Regions from separate parts of the Mus musculus genome. Here region 2 is linked to region 1. A link is a contact called in public Hi-C data. All regions are on one chromosome and are shown on one strand. The core of a region is the stretch at or near the end of the contact, and the rest is flanking DNA. Distances in the headings are between cores, read along the strand shown. Region 1 has its middle 17 kb from the start of Gm41112. Region 2 overlaps Zmiz1os1 (a long non-coding RNA gene).

Region 1 (5,817 bases), core at 2,468-4,967:
CTCCTAAGACACTCTTATACTTATCTCACATTCTAACTACACCCTCCCCTGCCCTTGCCTCAACTGTAGGAATGCAAAGTGGCTTCAGTTTGTACCAAATGGGTGGCATCATTGTCACCCTTAGAAACACTCTCAGACATGACCCTTGCTGGAAAGGCTGCTGGAGTTGGAACATGACCTACATGGGCTAGTTACCATGACGGGTCATGCTGCCTGGTCCCTTAGACATGAGGCAAACTGTGGCCCACATCAGGGAGTTGTGAGGATGGTGTTCCTAGCCACTGAGAAATGCTCAGAACCTACAAGCCTACCCATGACAGCACTTCATTAGTGTGCTCCTGCGTGCTTCCACCCACCCTTAGTGAACTGTCCTTTCAGCTCAGAGTGACATCTGCACAACAGTAGAGCTGAGCCACCTAGAGGGAGTGGCTTGTCCAAGGTCACAGAAGGAGGTAACCGGTCATCTTAAAGGCTCTTCTCTGTTATCATAGTACCTAGTCCTGGACTTGTGAGACCCTGTAGGCAGAGGACAAAAGGATAGATTCTAAACAGGAGTGCTTGCATTTGCAAACTTTAAGTCAGAGAGAGCTACCGTGTTCTTCCTCTCACCCTCTCTCTCCCTGGTGCAGTAGAAACACTGTTGCCACAGTGATCCTCAGAGGAGTCTTGTAACTAACCTAGCCACAGCAGGTGATGATGTTAGAAGATTCACTCCAATCTAACCTTACTGGCCAACGACACAATGGAGTCAACTGAACTGAAGGTGTATGGATTGTCTCCGTGGAAGGGAAGTCTGTCTCAGGCAGGCATTGTGGCTGCTCCATGCGGAATGCTTGGACTCTGCTCCAGAAAATGAAGTCCAGCTTTGTTTCTGAAAACCAGAGACCACTCCTCTTGCTGCTTCTGGGGGTCCTAGCTCTGCTGAGGGGCTGTTGGGAGTCCTAGCTCTGCTAAGGGGCTGCTGTGCCTTTTGAACCCAAGAAGGTTGATTTTTAGCCTCGGTTTCTGGCAGAGTTTGGTGTCAAGCCCTGAGCTAGATGACCAAAGTTATTCATCTAACTATCTATCAACTCACATTGGACTCGATGGGAAATTCTACTTTATCTATCATGTTAGTTGGTATTTTATGAGGCATGAGTTGGATCTGGGAACCAAGTTAAACGACCTCTAGTGCTCCAGCTCAGGGGCTGTGTGAGGAAAGGATGGAACACGGGTGGGTTGGTTTCAAACCTGTAAGCCATGTTCATACCTAGACATCTATGTGGTGGGGAGGGAGGGATGTGCACATGTGCATACAGAGGAGTGTGCACATGTTGTGTGCATGTGTGTAGAGACCAGAAGTCAATATCAGATGTTTTCTGGGATCACTGTCTGCCATAGTTTTTGAGACATGATCTCGCACTGAAGCAGGTGTCCAACAGTTCAGCTAGGCTGGCAAGTCAGTGAGCTATAGCCAGCGAGCAATAGCCAGCGAGCTAGAGCCAGCGAGCTATAGGGTCCTGTCTGTCTCTGTTTCCCTCGCACTCCTTCCATGCCCAGGTTTTTATGTGGGTGCTGGATTTGAACTCAGATCCTCATGCTTGACCAGCAGGCACTTTACTGATGGAGTCATTCCCACAGTCCCCTTAGGCAGATTCTTTTGAGTCTAAAGCCACATCCATATGCTGCTCAGGGCATGAATATTGCACACTAACAGGATAAGAAAATGAAGGTGTAAGGAAAAAAAGAATACTAGCCCCAGACCTTGGGATAATTGAAAAACAAAAAAGAGCAAATCCTCCCTCCTCCAGACTTCCTGACACCAAGGACCAGTGAGGTGGCTTAATGACCCTGAGGATGTGCAAGGTCAGGGGGAGCAGTCAAGGGACAGATGGTGAGACAGGTACAGTTGGGCCCTACCTTAGCACCCAAGAACTTCTGGGAGGAACAGATGAAGCCTGGGAATAGAATCGTACTCTGAAAATTGCCCAGCAATAATGGATGGGTGGCAACCTGCTCTCTTCACCCATCCTAGAGCCTGTGTCTGGCTGGAGCTGAGACATCTTGAAAATAGTTTTGCCCTTCCTAAACGCCCATGGAATTTGGTTGCCATGTGGCAGCACTGGAAGATGAGGCCTTGAAGACAAGATTAAGTATGTATCATTTGCAGCAAGAGTAAGGCCATTCTGCCAGTGGCTTAATGCTTGCCGAAGTGGATTAGTTACTCGAGAGAGCAGGTTGCTGTAAGCCGAGGCATCTCTCCTGTTGTGTCCCTTCGGCACGTGCTACCTGTCAACTTCGTGTTTACGATGAGGCCCTTGTCACTTGCTGCCACCTAATCTTAGACTTCCAGCCACCAGAACCATGAAGGCTCTACTCGAACCTCTATCATTTAGAAATAACCCAGTCTCCGGTATTTTGGTATAGCAACAACAAAGAGACAGACACAAGTGCTGCCCAGCTTCTGTTCCTGTGGAAGGGATGCGTGCAAGCTATTACAGTGTGGAGAGTTTGTCCCTATTCATGCAGGTACCATTTCTTCTTAATTATTATAACCTACCTCACAGCTTTCCAAATACCCACACATATGGAGTAACATAATCGCTGTGTGAGGACAATAGGTTCTAGTCTCCGGTCATGCGTATGACATGGGCTACGTCCCAAAGTGATCGTAGAATTGAGGTTCAAATGGCCAGCCCTTCTCCAGCATCCACAGCCCGTCCATTCTAGATCTGCTCAGTTGCTCCATGGCCACCTCTCTTTGGGTTATTCAGGTAGATACAAACATGTCCGGCCACCTTGGATCACCCAGAGAGAAGCTTGCAGCTGGGAACGAGGTTAGCTGATCTCTTAGTGTGACCTCCATCCTATCCCCATGTCATCTCCTGGGTGTTCTTGTCTCAGGGGCTCTGGCAGTTGTGAGATGAGGAGCTTACATCTCCTCTACCAACACTGAGGAGCCCACATTTTCTCTATGCAGCATGTGGCTTTTCCTCTAAGGTAGAAAGGAGCGGATGGAGGGACAAAATGAGACATCCTTCCTTACCTTTGAACTTGAAGTGTGTACATCTGCACCACATGGCCCTGTCTGAGTTCCCCAAACCACCAGGACTGAGCAGAGCAGGATGTGGGGTGGTGACGGGGTGACAGGGGACTGGGCCTCTTAGTGCTGGTGCTTGTACTGGTGTCCATGAGAGTTTTTCTAAGGGACAAGCAAGCCAATAGTCTACCCCACCCAAGATCACAGCAAGAGTGCTTAGGGACACTGCTCACCAAGAAATGCAGGATGGTGTTTGTCACAGAGTCCAGCCAATTGTAAAATCACCCACCTCGCATACCACTGTTCCCTCTCCTGCCAGCCCCACTGAGCACTTAAGAGCAAGTGGGGGCAGCAGCTCACCCTCTACCAGCTGAGACCCAGAATGCAATTAGACATGATGACCCAGACCAGTGTCCTAGAGACCCGGAGGCTAAGGACTTAGGAGTCTAAAGAGGAATAGCATGTGCTGGCTGGAGTATCACTGGGAAATTGTTGCTGGCATACAGAGCCTTGTCTTTATAATCTACCACATCTGGGCTTGGGGGGAGAACCCCACCAGATGTTCAGAAAGCAGTTTTCCTCATTCTTTATAAAGCACAACAATGTATTGTGGTCAAATGCAAATGTGTGTGTGTGTTCAAAGCATGTGCTCTTGGTGTTTAAAGGATGTTGCATCCTATATGATGACACTTAGGGCCATAAATCACACCCACAGTGGGGCAGGGTGGAGGACAAGACAACTGTGCTCCTCCCTGCTCCCTCTGCTGTCTCGGTGCCCGTGATTTCTCTGCCTCTTTCCAAGCTGCATCATGTTGGAATCTTCAATAAGCCGAATCCAGGAGTGCCCTTCCTACACCCCATCTGCTGGGAACAGGCTTCAAGTCTCTCCCTGCTTCAGAGCACGGATCAGGCACAGCCCAGGGCATGATTTGTTTTCTCTACGTGTAGTGCCTTCAACAGTGGTTAATTTATAAATTAGGCACCATGAAAGATGAGGCACAACAACTGGTAACAAAACGGAGCAGTTGTAACAATATATTGTAGCGAGTTATGTGAGTGAGCTGCCTCTCTTTTGCTCCCTCTCAAACTATTTTTTTAATGCGGCATTTAAGCACAAGCCCTCATATGGCAATTGACCTGAGAACTAAGAAGACCATGAAATGACTAATGGGTGGATAGTGGATGTAACATGTATTCACCGGCTGTAGGAATGATTCATAACTGGGCAAAGCAGAGTCGGGCAATATAAGATTTCATCATGCTACTCCGAATGGCACAGAATACATTAAAAAGCCTGTGTGCAGTCTCTTTCTGTAATTTTTTTTATTTAGCATTTTCAGATTGTGATTGGCCAACCGCAAGTTTACTTGTCAAGACAAGGGAAGCCATAGACAGCAGGCTCTACTGTACTCAGGTTGGAATCTTAGCTCAGCCGCCTGGCATCTGGGTGACCTTGGGTAAACTACCTACAGGCCATCCCTCTATGTCTTCCTTCCTTTTCAGGATGAGCAGCACGGGCCTGCCTGTAGGGCCCCACTCCTGGCTCATTCCGAAGGTGGGAAGATGCGGGAGAGGTATGTCCAGCTGACTTACTTGAGATAGGCGTTGTTCTCAGATGACCTTCATTGTCATGAGGGAAATAGTTGACTGCTTTTCCCAGAAATCTGAGTCCACTGGGACACCACCATCCTGCCTCAAACCCTCAAGTAGTCCTGTTACCCGAAGGACAGAGTCCCTGGGGGCTGAAGGAGACATGGGGCCACATCCCACAAAGCCATCTGGGCCTCCTTCCCACTGTGCTCTGGAAGATGCTCGCCCACCTCCTCCCATGCCGGGATCACATGGCCTGACCTGGAGTCTGTGAGCAAGGCTGTACTATCTGTTCTCCTCCATTTGATACTCACTCATCTTCTAAGCCCAGCGGAAGTCCCGGATACGTGTCAGCTCCGCTGGCTGCCTTCTGTGCTCCAGGTGAAGTTGCTGCCGTTTCTGCTCCTTGTGCAGTCTATCTGCCCTTGCCTCTATTTACCCTCTGTGCCTGACACACACCAGAGAATCCTTTTGTACAATGACACCTGGTGGTTGAATTTGGGATCCCTTATGTATCCTCTATGTCGTGTGTGTGTGTGTGTGTGTGTGTGTGTGTGTGTGTGTGTGCATGTGTATGTGTGTGTATGTATGCATGCTTGTGTGTGTGTGTGCATGTGCCTGTGCCTGTGTTTGTACATGTCTGTGTGTGTGTATGCCTGTGCATGCTTGGGTGTGCCTGTGTATATGTGCATGTGTGTGCAATGTGCATGTGTGTGAGTGTGTGTGTCTGTGTGAGTGTGTGTGTGTGTGTGTGTGTGTGTGTGTGCATGAGTGTGTGTGTGTGTGTGTGTGTGTGTAGGGGTGGTATTGGGTGGTAGTGGCCAGCATGCAGAGTGTCAGAACCAGTAGCTCATGCTGGGAACCCATCCTAGGGGAGAGACTCACCTGCATGGCATCCAGCATCCGGTGCTCCTGAGTGCAATCCTTGAACTTGGGCTGAACTCTGCCCAGGAGCATCACCCTGGGAAAAGAAACTGCATTTGCATTGATCCCCTGCAAAGCCATTCTCTTTAGGATCATATATTGTTCCTTCTTGACATGGAACCTGGGTAACAGCAGTGCCCTCCCTCCCTCCTTGCTTGCTATGTAAATATGGGGCTCCTTGAAGGATATTTATTGGCCTGCAGAAAAGATGCGGGGGAATTCTGCTCTCTAGGTGAGTGATAAAAAGAGCAGCCAGCGGATGTGTTCACCAGCTTATTTACCAC
Region 2 (5,416 bases), core at 1,623-4,122, 310 kb before region 1:
AAACTTTCATATAATTGCTTTTCCTGCTGCATCTGTCATTTCACAACTTGGTTTGTTTTCATTCATTCTTATAATTCCATTGTATTTTTTATGTCTATTTCACTGGCTGGTTTTGTGTCAACTTGATACAAGCTAGAATCATCAGAGAGGAGGGAATCTAAATTAAGAAAATGACTCAGTAAGATCCGGCTGTAGGTAGACCTGTAGGGAATTTTAAAAAAATATTCATTTATTTATTTTATGTATATGAGTGCTCTGTTTTCACAGACACTAAAAGGCATCAAATCCCATTACAGATGGTTGTGAGCCATCATGTGGGTGCTGGGAATTGAACTCAGGATCTCTGGAAGAACAGTCAATGCTCTTAATCACTAAACCATTTCTCTATCCCCTCCCTGTAGGGAGTTTTCTTAGTGATAGATGAGGGAGTGCCCAAATCATTATAGGTGGTGCCATTTTTAGGATAATAGTTCTGAGTTCTATACGAAAGTAGGCCGAGTAAGCCATGTAGAGCAAGCCAGCAAGCAGCACCCCTTCATGGCCTCTGCATTAGCTCTTGCCTTCAGGTTCCTGCCCAGTCTGAGTTCCTGTCTTTGCTTCCTTCAATGATGAACAATGATATGGAAGTATGAGCTAAATAAGCCCTTTCCTCCCCCCAAGTTGCTTTGGCTGTGGTGTTTCATCATAGCGATAACAACCCTAACTATGACATCTATTTGTATAAAAGTACAATTGTGTGCTTTTACATAGGATCTTCTGTCTCTTCCTTTGGGTCAGCAGTTCTTTAATGGCAGAATGTTCATCTGTGTATAACGTTCTGCCATGTCAGGCAGGGTCTTTGAGGGTTGGCTGCATGGATCCTGGGTAATGTTTTGTGATGCCTGCAATGGCCAAACCTCAGGGCTCTAAGGTGGGTATCTGGGAGTGATAGAGACTTGGTCCTAGCTCTTAAAGAACATCACATTAACAGACAGATGAAGGGTCAACCTGGTGGTATGAATGAGGATCTGTGTGCATACATAGGAGGAAAAGGGTTGGGGGAGGGGAAAGGAGAGCAGACCATTCTTGGTAGAAGAACAGGACAATGGAGGCTGGAGGTGGAAAGCCATTTGTCCCTACTGCCTTGCTCAGGAAGTATCTACCCAAGGCATCCCGTCTCCTTTGGTAGGTGAAACTTCACACTCAATGCAGGCCCTTGAAACTCTGTCTCATTCACCCATGACACCTCCTCCTCCTCCTCCTCCTCCTCCTCCTCCTCATCCTCTTCCTCTTCCTCCTCCTTCCATAAAGCCAGCAGATATTTCCTGGACACCTATTATGTGCTGGACTCTGTACTTGTGTCTGGACAAAGCAGAGTCACCAGGAGACACTTCTTGTTCTTAGTATTAAGGGATGTGAGAAAGAACATCAGATGACAAACAGTCTCTTAGAAGGCTGTGTAAGGAGCTGGATAGGTTACGGACTCATAGGTAAGGTGGTCAGAGAGTGTCTCCAAGGAGATAGCCTAGAAGGCATTCCGTTCCTGTAACAAAACACCAGAGGCTGAGTAACAGAGAGATTTATTTAGCTTCGTTTCAGAGGCTGGAATTCTGAATCTGGTGATGTCTCTGGAGGGAGCCCTTACCATATCACAGCACAGATGGCATCATGGCGGGTGTGTGAGTGATGAGACAAATCGGGAAGCCAGCTATTTTTAGTGGGACTGGTTCTTTAAAGAGAACTGGCTCTTACAGGAATGAAGTGAGGTCCCAGGAGAGTTACCTTAATACCACCACAAGGCAGTGCCCCAGTGACCTCCCTCCCTCCTGCTCGATGCCACCTCTCAAAGGCCTACCATCCTTCATACCAGCACACTCAAGGACCAAAGTTTTATCATATAAACCACACTTGAACCATTGCAGGAGGGGACACTGAACCTTGAGATCTGAGTCTAAGGTCAGGGAAGGGTGTGTAGAAGTTAAGGACCTTGGCTTGTTCAAGGCTGTTGTTTTTGCTCAGAGTGGAGGGAGAGTGATGGCCCGGGGCCAGCAGTAGGATTGCATATGGCTTTGCAAGGCAGGAAAGGGGCTCAAGTTTTATTCCAACCAGATGAGGAGACTTCAGAGGGTTTTAAACAGACAATTGATGGGATCCAATTACTTTCCAAATTAATTGAAAGTAGGAGATTGTGAGTTGAAGTTGGAGGGGAGCCAGGTGACTCTGTACAGTTCAATTCCAGGTGGCTACAGCTTGGCCCTGTGGAGAGAGGGGCCTGAGATATGTCTCTAAGGTGGGAAGATGGGTCTGTTAGAAGAAGATATGGAGGCAGTCAGAGAAGGAGGGAGGGAGGGAGGGAGGGACGGGGCGGGGAGAGGAGAGAGAGGGAGAGAGAGAGAGACAGAGAGAGACAGAGAGATAGAGACAGAGAGAGGGAGAGGGGAGGGGGAGGGAGAGGGAGGGGGAGGGGGGAGAGAGGGAGAGGGAGAGAGAGAGAGAGAGAGAGAGAGAGAGAGAGAGAGAGAGAGAGAGAGAGGCAGGCATGTAAAGTGAGACTCTGATCTGATGGAGAGAGGTAGTCATTAGGACAGGACAGATGTGGGGTTGGGTGGGAAGGGTGATTTGACCCTGACCCCACTGATTTTGGACTGGCTATGAGACAGCCAAGTGGAACAACTAAACAGGTAAATTACCATTGCGTTGCTGGAAGGGTAAAAGTAGGGTCAATGCCAGATTGATCTGGGTCTGTTTCTTCCTTTTCTGCTTTCATGATGTAGCCAAGGTCATTGCAGCCTGAAGATATCACAGCCAGAGCCCAAGGCCTTCCCTGTGTGTGGTCTGTGGTGTCATGACATCCTGGAGGCCAGTGCCAGCCAGGGGCTGACGTCATCCATCATGTGTTTCTGTCCTCCCCTGTGTCAAGGGTGGGCATGGCTCCAAGCCACTGATTGTGAGAAGAGCTGAGCTCACCTTCCTAAGTACTCACAGTGCTTAGGACTAAGTACTGCAAGCAACCACAGGCCTGGAAAGTAAGAGTGGAGGCCCCTCACTTTACAAAGGGGAGTGAGGTACAGGACACCAAAACTGGATTCAGATAAGCAAGTTGAATACTTAGCTACTTCCTTTTACATCTATGTTCAGTCAGTAAATAGTTGCTCATTTTCTTATTCAGGGAGAGGGAAACTGAGGCCTTGTGTGTGAGCAGCTTCTAGCTGAAGTGTTTACAGTCCAAAGATCCAAGAAGCCAAAGCTCTGTTAAGTGGTTCTGGGGCCAAGGTTCCCTTGTCAGCTGTTTGTGACAAGCCTTTGACAATACAAACAGCAGTGGTCTGGGGAAGCAGAAGTATGGACAGAGACACACTGGCTGAGGACAGATTAGCTGGTGGTTGGGAAGGAGAGACCCTTGGTTATGTTAGACTTCTTCCTTGGGGGAGCTGCTTATAGGACAGGGGATGGTAGGGGCCTCTTCATGGGCTGGGCAGGCTTGGTCCCGGCTCTTCTGCTGACTGTAGACTGACTGTGTGCCTGGGGGCAGGTTTGCAGTAGCTATGACCCACGAACTAAGACTGGGTTAGAATGAAATCTTCAGTGAGTAAATAGCAAGTACCTACGGTGTGCCCTGCTGTAGCTCAGCCCTGCCATTAGTCAGTTTATTATTTAGTGACAGTGCAGGCAAACAAACACTGAACAGTCTGTATATTGTCTCTTCCTGGTGAGAGGGAACAGCAAACTTAGGCTTCCTCTGGAGGTATGTTAGCATTGCTGTGGAGGAGACGTGCTTTTTAAGATGGACCCTGAAATGGGGCCAGTGGGCAGGCAGGGGGGATGGCGTTGACGCAGGCTCAGAGGGAGGGAAGCAGTCACATCCACAGTAGAAAAGAACTTGATTTTTTTTTTAAAAAAAGGATTTAGTTAAGTTTTTTTTGTATGTACATGATTTGTCGGCATGCACGTGTGGGTGCACCTGTGTGCAGGTATGGGGTGTGCATGCTCACTGAACCTGGGCCTTTTCATCCTGACAGTCGAGCTGTTCAGTCTGCTCCTGCTAGTCTGTCCTGTATCTAGAGCCCTGGGGATCATAGGTAGGTCACTATGCATGCCAGGTTTTTATGTGGGTGCTGGGGTGCCAAATGCAGGTCCTCAAACTTACACAGGAAATGCTTTATCCATGAAATCTTCTCCCTGATATTTTTTAAATATTTTTATTACATATTTTCCTCAATTACATTTCCAATGCTATCCCAAAAGTCCCCCATACCCTCCCCCCCACTTCCCTACCCACCCATTCCCATTTTTTTGGCCCTGGCGTTCCCCTGTACTGGGGCATATAAAGTTTGCAAGTCCAATGGGCCTCTCTTTGCAGTGATGGCCGACTAGGCCATCTTTTGATACATATGCAGCTAATCTAGGTTAGGTTCACATAAAATGAAACAAGCCATCCAGGCACATAGATGAGCAGTGTTTTGGATAAGCTCACGCTTGCGTGACTGTGCCCTGTCCAGCCTCATTGCCGGGTTCCCACAAGTATCTGAGGTTTCCTTGTCTAAACTCCACGCGCCTCAGTCCTCGAAGGGGAAGTGTTTTGTGTGTGTCCTGACAACACACACTTGCTCACAGGCGGTGCTTGTTGTGTGCATAGAACTCACCTGGAGGGAGAAGTGATTATACCTATTGCATAAATGGGGATGCTGACCAAAACTGATGCCACATGTCCAAGGTCACGTGACTGGGGCAGAGACAAGACTGGCATGCAGGCTTCCAAAGATGCTTCTGCAGACCAACTGGGCCCTGCCGAAGAATCCAGATTCACAACAGGAGCCCAGGCATCCAGCTCTCAAAGCTTCCTAGACCCAGGATCTCACCAGCCTCTGGAGAGCAGACAGCCCAGTCTGGTCTGACTAAGGCCCCAGGCACAGTGATCTGGGGTCATGATACCCTCAAGGTGACATCTTTCATAGTGGCATCTGGTGGTGGGAGGGTGGGGGCAGCAGGGCAGACAGGTGGAGCAAGGAAATTAGACTCCGAGGCACAGGACAAAGGCCCCACTGCTGGTCTCCCCGGGCGAGCATTAGTCCTTGCCAACAAATGGACTACAGCTTCTCTCATTAACTTGTGGAATGGTGTGTAATAATAAAACGCCCCTTAAAGCTGGGACGGGACACAAATGACCGCTTTCTCAGGTCCTAATCAGGATCATTAACTGCATATGGAAAGGTTTTATAAACATTTGCTAAACTCCCGGGTTCACTGTGACCATGTCTTGGCTGTGAAGACACATACCCAGGGCTCAGGATTCCATGGGCTCTCTTCAGAGGCTTCTCTGTGCTGAGGAGCCCTCCCCACTTTTCTCCAAGCACCTTTTGTGGTCCACGGCAGAAGCTGTTCCTCCCCAGTCTTCCTTTATCCCTCATCCCACACTGTGCCATCATCCCTACCCACC

Evidence for each region. A called contact is a pair of places that touch in the nucleus more often than the background predicts.
Region 2: a contact with region 1 is called in a Hi-C map of uterus, with 4 times the contacts expected there. The contact joins two enhancer-like sites. A contact is called at or near these places in 3 of 484 Hi-C or Micro-C datasets (hematopoietic stem and progenitor cells and uterus) and 1 of 9 other capture datasets (embryonic stem cells).

What each region holds. Positions count from the first base shown.
Region 1 is chr14:25,030,366-25,036,182 of GRCm38.p6, reverse strand. No RefSeq gene overlaps it. Among named protein-coding and RNA genes, the nearest start is that of Gm41112, 17 kb to the left of the region's middle. Within about 2 kb of position 3,717, at least 60 of the 459 cell types and tissues checked have an H3K27ac peak or open chromatin away from gene starts, as enhancers often do. A contact at or near this core is called in uterus, where this site is marked.
Region 2 is chr14:25,343,632-25,349,047 of GRCm38.p6, reverse strand. All of the region lies in intron 1 of Zmiz1os1 (a long non-coding RNA gene), which reads left to right. Among named protein-coding and RNA genes, the nearest start is that of Gm41113, 33 kb to the left of the region's middle. Within about 2 kb of position 2,872, at least 65 of the 459 cell types and tissues checked have an H3K27ac peak or open chromatin away from gene starts, as enhancers often do. A contact at or near this core is called in uterus, where this site is marked.